Linked DNA regions of Rattus norvegicus: regions 2 and 3 are each linked to region 1. A link is a contact called in public Hi-C data. All regions are on one chromosome and are shown on one strand. The core of a region is the stretch at or near the end of the contact, and the rest is flanking DNA. Distances in the headings are between cores, read along the strand shown.

Region 1 (2,700 bases), core at 55-2,554:
AATTCTCCACTGTCTAAACTAGTATCAGAATACCAGCTCCATAGCCCTCTTTCCTGTCATGGCTCCAGAAAAATCCAGTTGCTCATAGTGAATCCAGTTTCCTACAGAGAATCTTTTCACAAGCGAGCAAAGCATTGCTCAAACACTTTCAGCAAATACAAAATAGAAGAAAGATAATATGTTATTGTGTGACATATTTTAGACCAAAAGGATGAGTTGTGTTTGGAGTAAGTATTTAAGTTTAATTTTTCGTGTGACAGATTAACAATAAGGAAATGGGGAAAAAACTTAAAACTCATTATTTTAGCTGGTTTGTTAAGAGAAAAGAGTTACGGGATCCTTAATTTCATTTACTAGTCAGTCTATAATACATGTCCTAGGATGTTTGTATAAGAAAAATAGCCATGTGTTGTAATGGGAAGTGTTCATTTTAAATTTCTGTTTGTTCGGGGCAGTTGTAAAAGATCACGAGGCTCACATGGATGACAGAAGACCTCACGTTGCATCGGTGGCAAAGTGACTCACAGTTTGGGGTGTCCACAGCACAGGCTGCCTGACACAGGACATGCCGGTCTTTGGTAACCTGGTACTAAAGGCACAAGCTAAGGATAAGGAGTAATAGGCTAACACTGAGCCACGGAGCTCAAGAGCAGTCCAGTGGGGTAGTTCTTACTGGGGTGGTAACTGGGAGTTAAGTTAAAGACTTATGAAGGTGCTTCTCAAAATCCCATGTTGCTAACTCACTCAGATTTGAACAGAAAGGGGAATTTCTCTATGACCTAGGATGAATTGTACATTCAGAAAAATCCAGAGAGCCTCCTTAGAGTCTTCAAAATGAAATCCCCAGGTCCCATCTTTGGCATTTCTGATTTAAGGGACCTGAAGTAGGCCCCAGAGTTGCCTCATTAAAAATAAAAAAAAGTCCTGGGGACTGAAAAGTTAACTGGATTAAAAAACAGGGCCTCTTCAGTAACACCTTACACCTCTTGCCAGCCATCTTGTCTCTATAAAAGAAAAAGGTTGATCATGATATTCTTCAAAAGCTTTCTGAGTTCCTAACGTCTAAAACTCCACTGCCTATTAGTGGAATAGTGTTGTTTAGAGGCAGGATACAGGAATTTGTTTCTAGCCACATCCCACATCGTAAGGAGGCTCTCTGGGTTTTTCTGAATATACAATTCATCCTAGGTCATAAATAAATTCCCCTTTCTGTTCAAAACAGAAAAGTGATTTTCCTGGGAGTGAGGTAGCTCCCTTAGAAATTCAGAGAATTAGGAAACTAGCAGTAAACATAGTTGCCTTAGAGACAGAAGATACACGTTTTTCAGAGCAGGAAGTGTGCCCAGTTTGCAAGAGAAGCTCTGATCAAGTGATGTCTAAAATCATCCAAAAGGTATTTTGCCCCCAACCCCACCCCTTTCATTGCCTCTCGCTGTGTATTCCCAGACTCTGCATGGAGGAATTTCAGTCAGCTGAATGAGGAGACATAGATACGTTCATTCACGCTGCACATTTTAGACTTTCTCTTAGGTATAGAGTTCTCTACACAGAGACAGTCTAGACAGCTAAATGGAAACACGAGGCTAACTAATTGCTCTTTTGTTAACAGGGGTCAGGATGGTAGGCACTAAACAGAAGATTTATTTCCTTTTAAAATCTGTTATTTTTTCATTTCTCTCGATAACTCTTTCCAATTTTGTTTTAATGAAATCCCAGTTTCCACATCTATAATTCTACAAGTAGTATAAATTTTTCTATGGCTTTTATTTTAGTCAGCTGTAGTGTACATAGATAACAACAGCGGCAGCAGCAGCAACAGCAACAACAACACACACACATACACACACACACACACACACACACACACACACACACACACACAGTGTTTATGGAACTGTTTATAAAGATAGCTTGGGTGAAGCTGTCCAGGAACTGTAGGATAACAGAAAATGCCTGGAAGTCCAGTTGATAACATCAGCTGAGTGGTTTTGGTCATGAAGGACCCAAGGTCACTGGATGAAACAGGTTTCTTGTGTGTGTTGTTTGCAGCAGGAGGTCATCCTTCTGACCCCCTTCTTACTGACATTCAAGTGAGATTCAGGGTCCCTGCCATGGCTGTCATAGGGGCTGGGTCCAGACAGCTAAGCTAGCTTCTAGAAGTCGAGTGAAGCCCCAGAGGGCAGGGCCAGACATAGGGCTATCACTGACCCTCTCCCTGGATCTGGCCAGGCGCTCCAGACCCACAGGAGTTTGGTGGATTCTCTTAAGCAAATTAAGAAACCCAGCATGGTGGTTCTTCTCCCTTCAGATCTGAGGAGAGATAGCATATGGCTTTTCCTGAAGTTACATAGCTAGGAAAACTGTAGTTAGGACTCAAACCAGGTATGTTTGATAGCAAAGCCAGGTTCCTAATGGCCATGCCCTGGATTCACAGTGGTCTGTTAGGAGCATCATCGCTATCTGTCATTCTAATCATCATTCTAATCCCCGGGGTCCAGGCATGAGTCCTATTTTACTGTCTATTTCTAGAATATAAGAAGAAGAAATCAAGCAAAATACTAAAGCTTAGAAAGAAGGAGCACAAAGGTTATTGGAGAAGCATGAGTTCTAAAGCTGCTCACACTTCTACTTTGGCCCTACAGTGTAGTCAATGCCAATTGGCCATCAACCTGACTGGCTCTCTCCCAAGTGGCCTCCCCC
Region 2 (2,700 bases), core at 186-2,685, 290 kb after region 1:
TAAAGACTCTTTACGCCTTCTTACTTAGGTCATCCTTTTTCTTATTTCTGAGAAATTTGCATGAGGGGCCTCCTGCAAAGAAAACCCTTCTCTGTCTTGTTCAACCGAGTAATCATCTTGTTACTGACTTCCAATCTGCTCATCTACCACACCTTTGGGGGACATTTGGTTCCCCATCATGTTTTCAGACTGTCCCCAAATATATCAGTTGCCATAGAATCTTCTCAAGTAGAGGCTTTATTTTCTTCCAATAGAACTAAAGGGTCTGCAGGAGAGACGTGCATTTCCATGGCGTCTCCAAGCCATTTCTTCTTCCGTCTTCAAAGTCCTTGGTTCTTTGAAGTGCAAGCCATCAGACTTTACCACCCACTATTTGCCTTGCCATCATTTACAGTCCTCCCTGCCATCCACCTTCATTTATTGATGACTTTAGCACTTGGCTCACTGTCTTCCTCTCCACGTCTCCTGTCATTCTTGGCAACTTTAACATCCTCAGAGATGGCCTATCTCCAACACCTTGTTATCTCTATTCCTTGTGCTGCTCAGATCTCATGATTTGTCCCTCATCCTACCTCATCCACCCACTCCTGTGATCATGCTTTATCCACACAATCCTATGCAACCAACGCAAGTACTCTGAAATGGCCAGCATTCTTTAACCACTACGTCCCTTCATCTGGAGTAGACACTTGAATGACACTGACCTCATTGGGATGCTCAATGACATTTTTCCTTCCTCTTTCTCCTCATTCTCAACAGCACCACCTCTTCAGTGTCAAAACATGTGTGCATGTGCACACATACAACAACAACAACAACACCACACACACACACACACACACACACACACACACACACATATGCACACACACACACTCTTTTACTCTCTTCCTCATTCACTCCAGTTCCTTACTCAGTGTTTTAACTACATCCCTCATGTGTATTTTGCTCTTTCACTGCTACAACACTGGCTAGGAAAGACCTGATCCTACAAATTGCTGCCATTTACAGTCCTCCCTGCCACCCCCTCCATTTACCAATGAGTTTAACACTTGGCTCACTGTGTGTATACCTAATCAAACCAATCCGCTGGGTAGTATTCAACAGCCATGCTGGCTGGACTCAATTTCAACGGGTAGGCACCAGTCTCCACACTTTCAACAATCTATCATGCCTAACCAATTTGGTCCCCAAGTCCCAAAGACAACTGTTTTAGATCTCTGCTTTACCCCATAAATGTCGGAGACAGCCTCATTCCCAGCAAATGCTGTCCCTGACCCTCTTGCCATGGGCATATGGTGGGAAAACACTGCTGCCGCTCCTAGAAAAGCATATTATGCTCTAATTGCAGAATTCATCTCCTCAGAGATTCCTGGATGCTGTCCAGGAACACGTCCTTATCTTCCACCATCTCCTCAAGTCATCATGACTCAGACCCTCGATAACTTCACAAAATGGCTCTGCCAAGAATGCCAAGGACGGAGCTTTGACAGGAGCACAGTTTTTGTTGTTGTTGTTTGCTGTTCACTGCCCCAGCCTCAGCTTATGATTTCCGCATCATGATCATAGACGATATCCTTATTCTGATGACACCAAACCTATATCACTAATATTGACCCATACATTTACCCATGAATTCCTGATTCTCTCTTCCTCTCTCCCTCCCTCCCTTACTCCCTTCTCTGCCTCTGGCTCTGTCCTTCCCTCCTCCTTCCAACTCCTTTTCTTACTCAAAGCTCATCTATTTGTATTGGTAAACTACACCATTTTTCACAGAATTATTGAAAACAGTGATTATATCTGTGTGGATAAGGGGATGGCTCACAAGGTAAACCATTTATATGCCGAAGGGTTGGAATCAGATGGGGGCTGTACTGAAATCTCAGTACTGGAGAGACAGAGGCAAGGGATCCTTCCTTACTTTATGAATAAGCTGTCTAGCTAGACTAGATGAATTGGGAAGTTCTGGGCTCATTTAGAGACTCTGTTTCAATATATAAGGTGGAAAATTATTGAGAAAGATGCTTAACATTAGTCTCAAGCCTCTACGCTCAAGCCTGTGTATGTGTATACACAGACATATACTCTTATACATATATGTAAGTGTTGAATATAAATAAAGTTCCTGCAAGCTTATTTATTCCCTTTCCTTCATCCCTCACACTTATTTTACCAGCAGGTTTTGGCAATATCACTTCCAATCATTTCTCAAATTTGACCACACTGTATCCTTCAGAGCATCAAAGTGTTAATCTGAGTCACCGACTTCTCTTAAGTGGCAAGCTAAGATCTTCTTTCTCACTGGCCTCTGCCCCTTTCCTGGATCTCATGCAATCTACCCTTTACACACACACACACACACACACACACACACACACACACACACAGCAAATTTAATGATCTTTACCATTCTTTAATAGACTTTATTTTCAACAGCAATTTTGGATTCACAAAAAATGGTGGTAAATGCAGAGAATACTCCTGTCCCCACACACAAATTCTCTCATCAACAACATTCACACCAGAGTGGCTCATCTGTTCTAATGAACTACATTGGCTCATCAAAATCTAGCCCATCTGGCCCATCTTCACAATGGGACTCACTCTTGTACGTTCCGTAAGTTTGTATAAATGTATGACAAGTATCCGCTGGGTGGAATCCACAGATGCTTCACTACCTGAAAAGCTCTGTATTCTGCT
Region 3 (2,700 bases), core at 68-2,567, 370 kb after region 1:
GCCCACCATGGTTCCATGGCTTTACACCCCAGGTTGTAAGCTATGGTCTGTCTCAGGGTTATAGCTTGTGGTCGTGAGCCTGTACTAAGGGGATCCTTGGGCCGTGGGGTTGGACTGTATATCAGTGTGCTATTGGTGACCTGTGTTTCTTGTACTGAGTGGAGAGAGAGGAACTGGAGAGCTAGTGCTCTGGATAAAGCTGTGCTGTTCAGGTCCTCAGAGTTGGAGCTCTGGCCTGTGCATTGTAAGCTAGGGAGCAGGTGATGCTTGCATGAGGCTATGGGCAGGGAAAGGGGATTGAAAGGTTGTGGGATGCTGTGTGAGGAGACTATAGCTCAGGGAAGCTACTCTGAGAGCTCAAAGAACTCAGGGCAGATATGAAAGTCCATGAGTTCTGAATGACTGTGGCTAGAGCTGGGGAGATTCCTCAGTAGGGAAGAATATTTGTTACACATGCATGAGGACTTGAGCTCCATCTCCAGCACCTAATACACAAAGCTGGGCACCACTGCTCACACACTTATAACCCCAGTGCTGTGAGGAACTGAGACAGGCATTCCCCAGAGACTGTTAGCCAGCCAGTGTAGCTAAAACAGCATGCCCCAAGTCCCCCAAGTCTGGTCAGAAAACTTGTCTCAAGAAATTATAGCACAGAGTAATAGACTAAGATATCTGATGTCCTCCTATGACCTCCATGTGTGCACATAGGCACACATTGGTGTACACACAGGTATGGACAGAAGAAGGGAGGAAGGGAGGAAGGGAGGAAGGGAGGAAGGGAGGGAGAGAGGGAGGAAAGGAGCTAGGAAGCCAGGGAGCCAGGGAGCCAGGGAGGGAGAGGGGAGGGGAGAGATAGCCTTGTAGAGCCTTCTCACCTGCAGCGTGGACACCATTTTTCTTTATTGCCTGCACAAACACCCCCAAGAGGCTAGGGGACAGGTACAGTGGACATATGGACACAGGCCAACAGCACGGAACACCAGCTCAAGCTGTGAGAAGCCCTGAACGCTCATCTCCAACCCCCTGGTGGGCCACTCAGGAAGGAAGCTGCACTCATCCCCACCTCTGGAGTCCCGAGGCACTGGAAGGTGGCGGCACACAAGAATGTTGTTCTCCAGAGCCACCGGGATACTTCCCGTCAGTTCACACAATTGAGTATTACAGTATTTAAATTACAAATTGAGGCTTATTTTTACAGGTGTCATTTTAAATAGAACACGAAATTTCTTGACATTACATCAGCCCCTCCACACAAACAGCTGCACTAAGCCGCCTGCATGTGGAAGGCACATGGCTGGAGAGGGTCATGTTACAGCATGCTTTGTGTAAGCACAGGGATGGGGCGTGTGCATGGGAGTGAGTGAGGCAGGGGTGAGGGTCCTGTGACTGATCAAGAGTGTGTGAGCGTGCACAACACCGGGACTATGTATAAGTGGGTGTCAAAGTGTGTACAGCCGTGAACACATGGATTCATATATGCCTGTGTGAGTAAAGGTGAAGGGTGTGTTTGAGAGTCAGAGTGCATGTTCAAGTCCGTTGCTGGAGGCTCCAGCCCCACTGGATTTAACTGCACAGGGGACAATCAGCAGAAACTGACTGGTCTCTGTCTCTCTCAGCTAACCCTAAGGCTCAGCATATGGGCGAGCTCCTCCACAGGGTAGAGGGGCTGCTATCACCACCCAAGGCAGTGCTACAGTGCCCTCCAGTGGACACTGTCCCTAGCCCAACCCCTAGACACCCAAAGGAGAAAAGATACTTGTTTATGCCATTCCTGTGACCAAATCCCAAGAAGGAGCCTTTCCACTACCCAATTCAAGCACCCATGAAGAGCCTTCCCCCCTCGACTCTCTCAGTTCCCTGAAGCAAACAAAAACACAGGGGAGCTGAAGCCATGGCTTTAGTCCTCCACTGGATCTCCAGCCTTGCTCATACTGGGCCAGTCACAGCCTAAAGTTATCTGGCTTCTTCCTACTGTGGAGACATCCCTACCTGCAAGAGTCGTCCTCATCTAGAAAATTTCCACCTAGCTCCCAACCCTGAAAGAAAGAGAAGCCCCCAAGTCTTTCTTCAGGGTGCAAGAAGCTTTCCAAGAGGCTTCAGCACCTGAGTCTATATGAGAGTTCCAGAGGATAAACCTTGGACCAGGATTCCCCCACTGGGCCCATCATGTAAAAGAAAGAGAGACAATTCTACAGAGTAGGAAAGTTCTCCCTTCATCTTTCATGGACCTGGCTTCAATGGTGTTTAGAGAAAAATAAACAGAGACTAGAAAGGCTGCTCTATCTGACTCCACTGAACCACATCTTGTCCTGGAAACGGTACTGAGGCAGAGTACTGTGTGTAGATGGTAAATGGTCAGCTCAAATATGGCAACTCCTCTGGAAGGCTATTTATAGAGTGGGAAAAGGGGACGTCACGTAAACGAGGCATAAACCTAACAAAAGAATCCTCTGGCGTACACTCGAGCAAAACGTTATTCATGGCCCCAGCAGGCCCTCACCAGGCTGAAGAGCAGTGTAAAGCTGCAAGGGCAGGGTTAGTCCTCAGCCAGGGTCCCAGGTCCAGTGGGAGGTGCCACTACCCAATGCACAGAGGAAGGGCATTAAGGGGGAAGGGGAAGAGAAGAGGGGACTTGCAGAGAAACTCAGGGGCATTCAACAGCAGAAAGCCACAGGGTCATAGGAAACGAGCGATATCCCA

Evidence for each region. Hi-C and Micro-C count contacts between places; a contact is called where the count stands out from the background.
Region 2: a Hi-C map of the A7r5 cell line shows a contact between it and region 1, with 5 times the contacts expected there. The contact joins two enhancer-like sites. A contact is called at or near these places in 3 of 12 Hi-C or Micro-C datasets (the A7r5 cell line, the Rat2 cell line and Schwann cells).
Region 3: a contact with region 1 is called in a Hi-C map of the A7r5 cell line, with 6 times the contacts expected there. The contact joins two enhancer-like sites. A contact is called at or near these places in 3 of 12 Hi-C or Micro-C datasets (the A7r5 cell line, the Rat2 cell line and Schwann cells).

Annotation. Positions count from the first base shown.
Region 1 is chr6:38,084,210-38,086,909 of GRCr8, reverse strand. No RefSeq gene overlaps it. Among named protein-coding and RNA genes, the nearest start is that of Osr1, 12 kb to the left of the region's middle. Within about 2 kb of position 1,304, at least 1 of the 93 cell types and tissues checked has an H3K27ac peak or open chromatin away from gene starts, as enhancers often do. A contact at or near this core is called in the A7r5 cell line, where this site is marked.
Region 2 is chr6:37,793,391-37,796,090 of GRCr8, reverse strand. The region is part of intron 2 of LOC134479337 (a long non-coding RNA gene); the gene reads right to left. Among named protein-coding and RNA genes, the nearest start is that of Ttc32, 240 kb to the right of the region's middle. Within about 2 kb of position 1,435, at least 1 of the 93 cell types and tissues checked has an H3K27ac peak or open chromatin away from gene starts, as enhancers often do. A contact at or near this core is called in the A7r5 cell line, where this site is marked.
Region 3 is chr6:37,711,333-37,714,032 of GRCr8, reverse strand. No RefSeq gene overlaps it. Among named protein-coding and RNA genes, the nearest start is that of Ttc32, 160 kb to the right of the region's middle. Within about 2 kb of position 1,317, at least 5 of the 93 cell types and tissues checked have an H3K27ac peak or open chromatin away from gene starts, as enhancers often do. A contact at or near this core is called in the A7r5 cell line, where this site is marked.